Regions from separate parts of the Ovis aries genome. Here region 1 is linked to region 2. A link is a contact called in public Hi-C data. All regions are on one chromosome and are shown on one strand. The core of a region is the stretch at or near the end of the contact, and the rest is flanking DNA. Distances in the headings are between cores, read along the strand shown. Region 1 overlaps EIF2AK4 (eukaryotic translation initiation factor 2 alpha kinase 4). Region 2 has its middle 10 kb from the start of FSIP1.

Region 1 (6,770 bases), core at 3,943-6,442, 210 kb after region 2:
TTCTTTCTGGGAGCAAATATATTAAATCCCCCCAAATAAAAAATAATTGCCCTTTGAGAATTTGACCTATTAGTTAATGATACCACGTCATATCTCTTGAAGCAATCTGATAATGGTTTTATAAACTGTGGTGATTATTAGTGGGTGGTTATTAAGAATTTCTTCTGTAAGATCTATGAGAAAGTCAGGAAATTTGTAAGAGGTAATACCCATTTTGACTGCAGTATTATGTGACACTTAAAAAAAAATTCACAGGTCATCACATAACTTGCACAGAATAAAATTTGGCAGAGTATATTTCACTAAAGTGATTTTCTTCTCAAACTTAAGAACCTAAGAAATGCCACAGTGAATAAGGTTGGTGTTATATCCAGCAGTGAGATCAGCTGCTGACTGACCAACTCAAAAACATTCCAAGGAGTGTGAGTGGCGAGCAGTGCACAGCTTTGTGAACATTCTCAAAACCACTGAATTGTAAACTTTAAAAGGGTGAACTCTATGGTATGTGACTTACAACTCAAAGGTTAAAAAAACAAAAGGAGTAGTGGTCGGCACCTCTTGATACTGACCTTTGAAACTTTATTTTTCAGGTTCCTTTTGCAAGATATGTGGCGAGAAATAATATATTGAATTTAAAGCGGTAAGAAAAAATGGGGGTTCATTTGGTGCACGTGGGAAAGAAACCCAAAAAGAGTATTTCATCTACTGTGATCATTACACAGTCAAGTGTTTGGAGTTTAAAGTACTGAGCTTGGAAAATGGTCACAAAGCCCAGCGCCAGTACCCCTTTCTGTGATCAAGACTGGCATCCTCCTGTTTGTAGGAATGTTGCATTTGGGTGGCAGCCTGAGACTCCCAGTCTTTTCTCTGCCTTCTAAATGTCCCCAAGCCACTTGACCAAGTACTGTCACAAATGGTTGCTTCGAAAGACATCTGGCTGTTCTTGATCACAGATGACCCCTTTTAAAATTTAATTGAAAGGACAAGTGGCCGGTGGTCTCTGTGTGAAAACTGCCTGCACAGGTAACTGAATAAAAACAGCTTGTGGAGAAGTGGAGGAAACCCAGCAGGAGTGCTGAACCTCCAGGCACTTACCGCTGGGGAAAGGTTTTCATTCAAATACCACAGGGGCAAACACCAAGATCTGCATAAATTGGAGCAATGTCAGCGAGGCATCTGACTTTGCAGCTCCTTTCCTAAACAAAGTAAAAGCTCTTTTACATGCCTTTATTCTCAATTCCAAGTAAACAGTTACTAATCATAAAGTGTGGGCATCACTGTGTAGAAAGCAAACACTTATGATAAACTTGTTTTTCTGTGTTATTTCATGTCTATTTCAGACTTAAAAAAAAATAAACCCCATTGCTTAATAGTGGCAACACTGGGAACTGGAACCTAGATACAAAGCATGACTATTCTGGGCAAATCTATCTTTATGTTGTTCTCTTAATCATACTACTGATTGATTTTTCCATATTATTTCTTTTATTCAACAATCTCTTACACATATGTAATTCCAGCAAGCAATGACCTTAGAAATGCAGGCTTCTCTCCGCAGATATTGCATAGAACGTGTGTTCAGACCTCGAAAATTGGACCGATTTCATCCCAAAGAACTTCTGGAGTGTGCATTTGATATTGTCACGTCTACTACCAACAGCTCGCTGCCCACCGCTGAAATCATCTACACCATCTACGAAATCATCCAGGAGTTCCCAGCACTTCAGGTTCCTTCCCAGACCCTAACATCCCAAGGTTATCCCGCTAAACAGAGTCCTTCAGCAGATTCCGTGGGGCCATAGAGCAGCTCCTCAAGTGGTGGCCGGGAATCACACTGCCACTCAAGCCCCTGGGAAGGCTTCATGTCGCTTGTGGGACGTCTCATGCTCTTAGCTCCGCCTAGAAAGGAATGAATTTTGTTTTTGTTTCTTCGGTTGTGGGGAAGCTATAGTTTCTCCATGCATTCCAAAATTTGAGGAATTCAGCTAAGAGTCCTAGGATACTTTGAGTATGTTGGGAACTCTCAGCTCCCTCCTACGCCCAGGCTCTTTTTAAAAAATATGTACTGATTATTTTATTGCTTTAGATTACATGGAATGCATTTTCTTTTTTTTTTAATCAAAGTTTAGTTGATTTGCAACAGGTTTTAATTTTTAAAAATTTTAGCCACACTGCATGGCATATGGGACCTTAGTTCCCCAACCAGGGATCACACCCAAGCCCCCACCATTAGAAGCCCAGAGTCTTAACCACTGGCCTGCCAGGGACGTCCCTGCCCAGGCGCTTAACAACTGGCCTCGCTTTGTGTGGTCTCTGTGGACTCCCCAGCCAGCGGAGGCTCCTGTGCGCTCAGTGGTTGCTCTCCTCGGCCTTCCCTCCCCATCCCCGCTGCACGCCCCTCTTACTCTCTCCACAGCGACCTCCCATCAGTCACCGTGCACCCCTGTCCAGATAGACCTCTCTACCCAGCTGCAGTGGGGGCCCGGGAGCCTGCCTGCAACCTCCCTGATGGGCCAGCCGCCTTTTCTTCTCAGCTCTCATAGCACATGAGAGAGTACCCACATGCTAGTTGCCAGCTGTTTCCTCCAGGCAGAGATGCTCTTTCAGGGCCACTGTCTGTGCAGCCCACTGCCCCTGGCTCAGCGCACAGCTCACCACCCTGTGAATGCCCTTGACTGTGCGCTTATACTCCACCAGCTGGGCTTATAGGTCAGTCAGTACTGAACCAGGTCTTCTCCCACTTTGAAATCTGTGTCACTTTGCTCAGGCTTTTGAACGTAGCTGGAGATGAAAGTATTTCTGATGTGTATGATAAAGATTAAATTATTAACATATTATACTCTGACCACAACAGTGTAAGAAGAATATATATGAAAAAGTAAACTAGAAGGCAATATGCTAGAATTCATTCCTTCCATTGTGTCAGTTTGGTAAATGGGGGATAAGAGTCTAGATTTTGTCAGGTGCCTGTGTTGCTTTTATAATGAAAATAATAATTTCTCTATCCTAGGAAAGAAATTACAGTATTTACTTGAACCATACCATGTTACTGAAAGCAATACTCTTACACTGTGGGATCCCAGAAGATAAACTCAGCCAAGTCTATGTTATTCTGTATGATGCTGTGGTAAGCATTTAATTCCTTTGAGTTGATATTGAAGGATAATAATAATAGCTGATGAGAATTTTCTTAGTGATGTAACCATAAAACTGAATTGGGAATTTTATCTCCTTCCCCTCATTGCTCTGAGGTAAAAGAACCAATGGCTTTGATTCTACCAACAGTTTTGTTTTTGTTTTTCTATCAATAGTTAACAAGTATTGGTTGAGCTTTTATCCTGTACTAAGCCTTGTGCTACTAGTCCCTAGTAGCACACCTCCATGGTTTGTTTGCAAGGGTAACTTCTGAAGATTGAATTATCTTATTTAATTTATAAGGTAATAAACTTCTTCACTCACTTGCTTCTTAAGGCAAAAAAATCACTAAGTAATTGGTCCTGATACTTGCCTGTAATAAGTTTAAAAATAGTCAGCCCTTACTAAGCATGCACTGTGCTCAGAATATATGTGCCAAGCATTGTTCTAAACCCTTTATGAAGATTAACTTGCCTAAGTTAATCTCACAAGCACTGTTATTGTCCTTTAGAGAGGCCAAGAAAGGGAGTATTAGTTTTGATAGTAAAAGACTTATGTCCTGCCCATAATTCTTCCAGCCTGTCTGAGCTTATCAGTGAAGTCATTTATAGACTGGGGGAGACTGGTTTAGACTTTTCTTGGGGCCTCATTTATCACCTCATTTATGTGAGACTGGGGCAGCATCACCTCCCATTGCCCTTCCGAATTTAGCCACATCGTTGTCTTTATTACTCTCCGGTATTTGTGCAAAGCCTGAAGGAGGGACAGTGAAGATCTTAAATATTATGGTGCTGGGGTGGAGGTGAATCCTTCCTTATCTTTTCTAATTTCTTTTCATGTTAAATATTATTTTTATAATAACATCAAGAAGATATAGTCACTAGCAGTGCCAAACAGCCTATAATTAAGACAGGATAAGCTGGGGAAGTTCATAATGGTTGACGGTTTTTTGTACACTAAAAAGCTCAACCAGCTTTTATTTCATCTTCCTGGGACACATCAAGGGTCCTAACTTTAGTGTTTGCTTCTTCATGTTTCTTTTCTCCTCCCAAAGTGCTGCTGCTGTTTGGCAGGGACAGATAGAACAGAGTGTCAGCGGGAGGCTGGCAGAAAGCCCAGGGATGGTGCAGAGAGCTTCCCATCACTCTTGTTCATATTCTATAGGCTGCCTGGCAGCATGGGGTGGCACTCAGAGCCTGTCCACACGTGGCTTTCATTAGGGGATATGGATCAGTTGACTCTAGCATAAGCACCCCTGGGTAAGCCTCTCTTCCTCTGGGTCACCTCACCATTCAGCAAGTACAGCTTTCCCCTTGTTAATTCTTTTTTGTCAGGAATTGTTGTTCAGTTACTCAGTCGTGTCCAACTCTTTGCGACCCCGTGGACTACAACACACCAGACTTTCCTGTCCTTCACTATCTCCCAGAGTTTGCTCAGACTCATGTCCATTGAGTCAGTGATGCCATCCAACCATCTCATCCTCTTTGCCCCCTTCTCTCACCCTCAATCTTTCCCACATTTTAAAACAATGTTAGTTATATAGCCTATGTGAATTGTGGAGGGAAAAAAAGTCTTTTAATCAGTTAATCCATCTTTCGTGATGAGGAGCAGTTTGTCCAAAACGAAGGATACGCCTGTCAGAATTAGCCTGGAAACTGTACCTTGTTCAGGCCAAATGTGACTCTCATTGTTACCTCCTTCTTCTCCATTAGACAGAAAAGCTGACGAGGAGAGAAGTGGAAGCTAAATTTTGTAATCTATCCTTGTCATCAAATAGTGTAAGTATCTTTCAATGGTGTGATTACGGCTGTCCCTGTAACACTGTGATTCCAGAAAATGCCAAATTCTCACTGCAGTCAGGCAGCGGCGCTTCCCGCCACCTCAGACAGTTTTTCCCTCAAGTAGCTGCCATGGCAACGTCTGGAATTAGGGGAGGAGAAATCAGGGCCATGATCAAAGAATGCGTCTCCATGCTGTTTTCCTGACACCATATCCTTCTCTTCACACTCCTTGCCAAGGCTGTGCTCGGTGGAGCCTCCTGCCAAGCATACCTCACGCTGCTCGGCCTCTGCTGAAGTAGATTCTTCAGGATCGTTTGCGACACAGAGCTCCACCTCACAGGCCTCCCCACCTCCTAGTCTTCCAGCACCTCAGAGCTGCATTATAGCTCTGGCTTTTCTGGGGCATTACCTACTCCTAAAATCTCACTGGCAGTGAGGAAAATCTCACAGGGCAAATAGGTTTGTCGTTTCTCTCTTCGAGCATGAGGTTGGGCCCAGATCTTTGCCAGTCACTCTGACTTAACTGAGCCCCTGAAAAGCAAAAGACAACAGGGATTTCTTACATTTTCCTGAATATTTATTTAAGAGAAGTGTTTTTTTTTTTTTTCTTTTTTTTACTTTCCCAGAGCCCTTCTAGACCTGGTCTGACACTCAGTTACATAATCCTGTTGTCATTTAGCCACTAAGTCTCTTGCAGCCCCATGGACTGTGTCCCACCAGGCTCCTCTGTCCATGGGATTTCCCAGGCAAGAATACTGAAGTGGGTTACCATTTCCTTCCCCAGGGGATCATCCCCACCCAGGGATGGAACCCATGTCTCCTGCTTGGCAGGCAGATTCTTTACCACTGAGCCACCTGGGAACCCTACGGTGATGAGCAAACTTCACTTATGGGATAAAATAAAATATGATGGTGTGCAGGCCGGGCAGAGTTATTCAGATTCTAGGGCGCCTACCATGTGTCAGGCACAGGGCTAGGGATGTAGAGAGAGGTCAGTGGAAGAGTCCATGGACTGCTTTCAACTTCTTCTTTCATATTGGCCTTTAAAAGCCATAAGGGCATCCATCCAGTATGTGTCTACCCTCAGCTCACAACTTTCACGGGGTGTCACAGTTTAAAGAACTCACTCAAATATTAATAGTTTGCAGGTTGGGAAAGTAAACCAGATACATAGCGCTAGGAACTCTGGAAATTAGACCAGATTGCATTTTAAATGTTAACTATTATAGGAGGTATTAATAACTACAGAGTGATTCAATGACATAATATTCTAGTACAAAGGACAGTATTTATGCAATACCCTAGATATGTACATAGCACATAGCCATGTGCAGAAATAGTCCCATGTATAAATAACACAAAGAATCTGTCCAAGAAACTGCCCAGTTCAGTGACTCTTTAAAATGGTTCAAGCCTAAAAGGTTCTCTGAACTAATATCACATTTCAAAATACTTCACGCTTGCACAAGATAGCCACATTGGTTGCTAAAATGTCAGCTGCTTTGCTTTTTGCTGAATCTCTACCCATTAGTCATGTGATGTGCATGTATGCTCAGCCGCTTGTCGTGTCCGACTCTGCAGGCCCATGGACCCTAGCCCACCAGGCTCCTCTGTCCATGGGATCTTCCAGGCAAGAGTACTGGAGTGGGTTGCCGTGCCCGCCTCCTGGGGATCTTCCCAACCCAGGGATCGAACCTGTGTCTCTTAACGTCCCTTCTTTAGCAGGTGGACTCTTCACTGCTAGCACCACCTGGGAAGCCCAGTCATTTGATATTAAGCGTTAATTCAAAGTTGTGTGTTTGATTAGTTCAGAATGGAAAAATTAGTATCTAATATAGGCATTGGTGGGCTTTC
Region 2 (7,235 bases), core at 1,194-3,693:
ACACAGTCCAAGGACCGGGTGTCATGCTTCATGCTTGTCTGATTCCAAATCACTTCTGAACTGAGCTAGGTCTCTGACCCCCTGACCCCATAGGGTATTTTGTTTGTTCATTTTTTGTTTTAAATTGGGTCTCTGTATAGTAAAATGTATTCTAGAATTAAAATCTTATAAACTTTATTATTATAAAAGCCTTTTGATTTAACATAAAAAAAGTTAAATTTATATCGCACATTTGAAATATATTCAGATCAAACTTCAAAGATCTTCAGTAACAACGAAGAAAAATTTTTCTTCTCTGAGTTAACATCTCAGAGATAAAGAAGTCAAAGGTGAACAATCACAAGGGGTGTTCATTGCAGCTCTCAGGCTGCCATCCTGATGTTCTTGGGGTCTCACTCACTCCTCACACATATTTTCTCGCAGTTCAAATTCAAAATAATGTTTCTATCTGAACAGACAAAAGTTTGTTAGACTAGGAACCAGTCATTATTTTGATGACTATTGGCTTTCTTGTTTAAATCCTTTTTCTTATTTGATCATTCATTACTTATTTAACTGCATTTATTTTCTCTTCATTTTATCATCATAGACAAACTGGAATTAATATACTAATTTGGATCAAAATGTATTACATAACTCCAACACTGGCACACAAAACCATTTTAAATTACACATCTCTGCTTTCTCAGCCAGAATCTGCAACGAGCTGACCTGGTCTCTTAATTTCTCTCAATCTGTTTCTCCATCTAGTAAAATAAGAGGCAGGATAACGATTTCTAAGCTTACTTTCATCTCCAAGAGTCTGTGAATATCTGACATTAGCAGACTTGGCTGTCTTTGGAAACCACCTGCTCATGTGTTCCAGTCTGAATTTCCACAGTATTCATACTGGTATAAGAAAAAACTATGTTCATCAAGCAGATAAGCAAGAATTGCCTGTTTAGAAACATCTGGACAGTGGTAACAGCCACCAGTCTTCTCCTCTGTGATCTACAAAGAATTAAACAGAGCAAAACCACAATCAGCGTGCCCTATTTTTACAGCACAATGCAATAGAATGAGTTGAAAATGGCTTAGGTTTTATGAGATTTGGGTTTACATCTCCCTCTATTGTTGATTCTAGGACAAGCCTCTTCACTTTTCCAGGCTCCAATTTACACCCATCTATTAAATAATGGGAAGGCAACTTCTGAATACTTTTCCTTACATTGTAGAAATAGAGAAATTAAAATGTTCTTGAGATTCTGTATTGAATGTTTTCTTGCAACTGTTAATGAGTACTTTTGCTTCAAAAAAAAGCAAACTTCTAATCTATGCAGAAGAATGAAAAAGGTAAATTATCAGGTTCACTTCATACCTGTCATCCATTAAATGCTCACTTATCTTATATGTTTTGATGCAGATAACTTGGTATTTTTGTGGAAACTGTGAACTATTTTTGTTATGTATCTAGTTCAGTTCAGCTCGGTTCAGTAGCTCAGTCGTGTCTGACTCTTTGCGACCCCATGAGTTGCAGCACGCCAGGCCTCCCTGTCCATCACCAACTCCCGGAGTTCACTCAAACTCATGTCCGTCAAGTCAGTGATGCCATCCAGCCATCTCATCCTCTGTTGTCCCCTTCTCCTCCTGCCCCCAATCCCTCCCAGCATCAGAGTCTTCCAATGAGTCAACTCTTCGCATGAGGTGGCCAAAGTACTGGAGTTTCATCTTTAGCATCAGTCCTTCCAATGAACACCCAGGACTGATCTCCTTTAGAATGGACTGGTTGGATCTCCTTGCAGTTCAAGGGACTCTCAAGACTCTTCTCCAACACCACAGTTCAAAAGCATCAATACTTTGGCGCTCAGTAACTTGGCCCAAATTTATGGGAATTTTGTATTCAGGTGGCACATTTGCATTCCTGCATTCGTCTACTTTTATGTTGGTCACTTACCCTGAGTCAAATCCTCTAGCAAGCTATTTCTGAGCAAGTGAGCTTTTCAGCCTTTCTCTAGTCATACCTACTTGCTTGGAGAGCCTGTCAGAGGCAGGCACTAGATGGTCATAGTAATCCCCTCCAACTCCTCACCACCGCTCATTTTAGATAGTAAGCATCAGAAGTTAAGGGGAATTTCTGAGTGCTAATATGTAGTAGTTACCTATCTATTCATGATAAAAGCAGGAAGAAAAGCATTAGTTAGAGAAATATTTCATCTTCTCAGTGTCATGGAAAAGACACTTTAAAGCACTGGTTTCCCCTCCACACATCTTGTTTATGGATTAGGCATTTATGAAACTCATGAGTTCTGGTCCATGGCCTTGAAAAAAATTGCTTAATCTCCTGGGCATCCATCTCTTCATATTAAATTACAGAGGTGGTATATAACTAGGCTAAGATCTTCCAAATTCTAAGTGCTATGAATATATGAAGTAAATGGGCATTTTATGGAGGAAGAAATTTCCTGGATTTAAAGAAAAATTTGCCATCCATGAAAACAAGATCCCTGGGGAAGATGCACACTCTTGGTGAAGGATAATTTTTATTGTCCCTCCCTCAGCACTTTTGTCAGCATTTGATCATTTATTGCTCTCTGTCTCTTGTGGGTTTTTTCCTCCCTTAAACTGTCCAGAGGGCAGGCACCATGTCTCAAACACATATTCCATCACAATAATGCGTGTTAAATGCAATAATACTTACTGTTATGAATGAAAGAATCTTGTTAACATTTTGTATGCCTGCATGGAAGAATATGGTTAAGCACTGGGTGAGAGTGATGTGAAGGCAATGACTCTCAAATTAAACTAAGGGTAGAGACTAAGGGTAGACTCAGAGCTTCCCTGATAGTTCAGTTGGTAAAGAATCCGCCTGCAATGCAGAAGACCCCTGTTCAGTCCCTGGGTTGGGAAGAGCCCCTGGAGAAGGGAACAGCTACCCACTCCAGTATTCTGGCCTGCAGGATTCCGTGGACTGTATAGCCCACGGAGCCTCAAAGAGTCAGACACGGCTGAGTGACTTTCACTTTCACTTCTTTCAGACTCAGAATTAACAAGGAGGACCTGGGGCAGAAGATGACGACTCTGAGTACTCTCAGCTGAGTGATCTCAGTTTTGGCATTCCAGTAAGTTTCTTAACATTTATTCGAACTGAATGACTCTATCACGAAACAGGAAATCATGAAGCAGAAGGAACTTTGGGAAATAACATTGAGAAAAACAGCTGTCAGGCATTAAGACTTTTAATACAGTCTCCAGCATAGTTTAATAATATGTGCCAAGTGGGTATTCAAAAAATAGTCATAATAATGAGAGATGATAACGATCATCCGTGCTTTGGAGGATGCAGTGGAAGAGCTGGTTCTTAATACCTTCTGTACTGTTTTTAGCTCTGTCTCTAATTTGCTTCATCTCTTAGGGCCATCTGTGCGTCTAGTTTTCCCATCTGCAAAATAGAGATCATATCATTTCCTACAGAAGTCTGTGGACTGTGCTTTAATATCCTACAGTGAATCATATATAAATACAAAGCAGGCAAAGAGAAGCCAAATGCTACCACAGGAATAAACTTTGAGGCAGAGAAAATTATAAGTTAAAATTAATTAAGATCTTCTAATATTCTAATGATCTGAAGTAGTTATTGCAAAGAAATTTATATTACCTTCACTTTAGCTTTTTAAAGTATATGGTTAATGATAAATACAATTCTAGAATAGTTTAATCTATTACATTCTATATTTTATACATATTTATCTATAATATCATGGGGGTTTTAAATTAATTTCTGAAGCAAACTAGCATTATTCTGAAGCAAACTTACTCTTAAAAAGCAGTAATTCTTAAAAGTGCTTTAATAAATACACCTTCAACTATACTCCAATAAAAACTAAAAGCTAGGGAAAGTGAAAGCGTCGCTTAGTTGTGTCCAGCTCTTTGCAATCCTATGGACCGTAGTCCGCCAGGCTCCTCTGGAGTGGGTTGCCATTTCCTACTCCAGGGGATCTTCCCAACCCAGGGATCAAACCAGTGTCTCCTGCATTGCAGGCATGCATATTCTTTACTGTCTGAGCCACCAGAGAAGCCCCTAAAAGCCAGGGAACTCTTCTCAATACTTTGTAATGACCATACAGGAAAAGAATCTTAGAAAGAGTGGATATATGTATAAGTAATTCTCTTTGATGTACAGCAGAACTTAACACAACATTGTAAATCAACTATACTCCAATAAAAATCGTTTTGAAAAAGAAATATTTCTTCTTTGTTATTGAGAAGATATGGGGGGAAAATGTAATTCAGAACAGCCTACAATTGCCTAGTTCATACAGCCAAACCAAAGGAATTATCTGAGTAAATTGACATCATTTGACATATCAGCAAAAAGCCATCGACTCTGACCCTGAAGGCCTAAATCTCATTTTCTCAATTCTCTTTAAGGATGCATACGATTTCTTGTTTCTTTGTTTTGTTCAGTCCGATGGTGCATTGCAAAATTCAGAAGCTTTTTAAATAGACTTTTGTAGGTCTCACTTTATAAAGTTAATTTGTATTTTTATATTTACACATGGATTAGTCTTAAATATAGCAAGAAGTTTCCTCTAATCATGATCTCCCCTGGAGATGGGATAGAGCAGACATTATGAAGAAGGAAGGAAAGTGGATGTTTAGGAAATGGATGAAGGCATCTGCTCCAACTTATGATGTGTTCACATAAATGCACTCTTATATGTTCAGTCTTCACAAGGACAGAATGTATTAGTCTTTCTCGAAGTCAACTTTCCAGTTAACCACTGAAAAACTTGTACAAAGTTTTAGGTACAATTTTCTTTTTCGATGCAATTCTAATTTTCTCATTTCTCTAGACCTGTAGTCATTATTTCATCTATATTTAAAATCAGGTAAAGTCCTAATATTATCTTTCAAAAGCTGGGTTTGAGAAGAAAATTATCCCTTGTATCATTTGCCTTTTAAATGATCATGAACTTAGAGTAAATGTTTCTCACAGAGAAACAGCCCAGAGGCAGAAGGCTGGAGTCCAATTCTTCATGGACTTTAGGGGAGTAGTATATAAATAAAACCTGTTTACACCAGATTTCCTCCATAAAAACCACCACGAAGAAAATGCAAACAAGAATGACAATTTTGTTAGAGGGAAGTCAAAATAAACTAGAAAAGATTTTTATAACCATCTATTTCTATGTCAAATAATATACTACAGAAGCATAAAATCTCAGAGTTGAAAAGAAACTTAAAACCTCATTTTGTCTTCAGGATTTAAATACAAATTGCTTCAGTCCCCCACCCTCACCCCCAAAGTGTGAGAAAATATATAGTTTGCTTTATTATTTTGCTACAGCTTACTTTCCTCTTGAGACCCTGGGATAATAGACTCTGACATGCGAGGTTTCCTTCCCTCTCACATGACACCGTGGGCGCTGTGGGGCATGCGAGTGCAGACAGCCTCTGTCCTCTGTGCCATTGCCTATGTGGTCATTCCTTGCCCCATTTAAGGCAGCAGTCCATCCCTTCCATCCCTCTGAACTTTGGGCTTCTCTTTCAGACTTGTATGTAAATACCTGAGTGAAGCCCTGGCTCCTGGACTCACTACCAAACTCTCCACAGGGATGCAGGACCTGGAGAGCAAGGCACACACAGGTCCCCTTGCAACTGTGCAAATCTTTCTTTGTTTTGCTATGTTCTTGGGGCGTTGTCTGGGAGGCAGCAAAAGGACCCCTTTATCCAGAAGGTACAGATGTCTGTATCTTATCACTTACCCCTGACTTCTCTTCTCTACTATCCTCAATTCCAGGGAAGCTTTTTTCTACTGAGGGGAGATGGTTTTCCCTCCTCAAACTATCTCAAACCTTTGGCTAATCCAAGCTTTCCCGATGTTTGGCTCATTCAAGGCTTCTCAGTGTTTGGCTAACCGAAAGTTCCTCAATCACAGTGTTATTAATATTTTGGACCAGGTAAGTCTTTGCAGTGGTGGGCTGTCCTGTGCATCACAGGATGTTTAGCAGCATCCCTGGCCTTTACTCACTAGATGCCAGGATCACCCACCAACTCTTGAAAATCATGACCAAATATCCATTAGGCTAATCCCAAGAGTTCCCTCTGCTTTTCTAAGACCTTGGCTTTGATATACAAAAACTAGAAAGGGACTCACAGGCTATTTGGTTTCCTTTGAGGTAATGAATGCCTTCACCCGATCTTCCCTGAGGCAATACATGTGAAGGAGCTGAGCAAGGTAAGGAGGGTAGAGGAATTGGATGCACTGCTGTGATATGGTTAATATTTCAAGTATTAACCCATCTGTGATATTCTTCCTCACCTGTTGGCTTAAAAGGTACTCCACTGGTCATTCTAGCGCCTCCTTTGTGTGGATATTACCTTCCTTCTGTCTGTAGGTTGCAGTGAATACACATATAGAAAGAAATTTAAAAGGGAGCAAAAAGGGATTTAACCACTAAGTTCTGATCAATACAGAGGACAAAAGGATTACTGTTTATGCCCAACACACATACCTAGAGCTGTATTTCTCAATATTGAACTTCCTTCCAAATTTAGAATTTACACTCACTCTAGTGAATATACAGAGAGGCTTAGGTCTTGAAGAGACAAGTAGATCAAAAGCCTTGCATTCAACGCCTTTAACCCTTGTATGAGTCATTTCAAGGAAATCAATGAAAACCAGCAATAACTCTGACAGAAAATCTTACTTCAGCTCATTGCCCAGAGATTTAGCCACTTCTCCAAGTGCTGTATCTCTTATTTATCCATTTATTATATCATTCACTCATTTAAGTTTGGAATTAAGTGGCTCCTACAAACCCAGGAGATAATTAGCCATTACAGATTCACATAACACCATGCTGGAGATTACAGTTTGACTTCTATGAAGGCCACTAGGCCTTTATTCTGCCTATTAACTAACTTATTGCCTTGGCATAAATGGGAATAAACACTGGTTAAGCCAGAAGCTAACAGGAAAGATATTTTAGCTTCTAAAACCTCATGCAGGCTACAGTCCAGGGGGCTGCAAAGAGTCGGACATGGTTGAGTGACTATGCACAACTGCCTCAAAGTATCATCATTATGAATACAAATAATTGTTGGGTAACTGGTGAAAACATCAGTGTAGTATCATTTTCTGAATAACACTGCAAAAAAACCTCAACCACTGTTTTTAACGTAGCCAGGTAAATCACTGCAGATGGTGATTGCAGCCATGAAATTAAAAGACACTTGCTCCTCGGAAGGAAAGT

The links. A called contact is a pair of places that touch in the nucleus more often than the background predicts.
Region 1: a contact with region 2 is called in a Hi-C map of tail adipose tissue, with 8 times the contacts expected there. The contact joins two enhancer-like sites. A contact is called at or near these places in 12 of 16 Hi-C or Micro-C datasets (blood, hypothalamus, liver and 6 more).

What each region holds. Positions count from the first base shown.
Region 1 is chr7:33,873,124-33,879,893 of ARS-UI_Ramb_v3.0, forward strand. It overlaps EIF2AK4 (eukaryotic translation initiation factor 2 alpha kinase 4), which reads left to right. Exons shown (of 35, transcript XM_060418589.1): 24 at 591-640; 25 at 1,559-1,727; 26 at 3,011-3,127; 27 at 4,848-4,913. Among named protein-coding and RNA genes, the nearest start is that of SRP14, 29 kb to the right of the region's middle. Within about 2 kb of position 5,193, at least 8 of the 54 cell types and tissues checked have an H3K27ac peak or open chromatin away from gene starts, as enhancers often do.
Region 2 is chr7:33,662,863-33,670,097 of ARS-UI_Ramb_v3.0, forward strand. No RefSeq gene overlaps it. Among named protein-coding and RNA genes, the nearest start is that of FSIP1, 10 kb to the left of the region's middle. Within about 2 kb of position 2,444, at least 4 of the 54 cell types and tissues checked have an H3K27ac peak or open chromatin away from gene starts, as enhancers often do.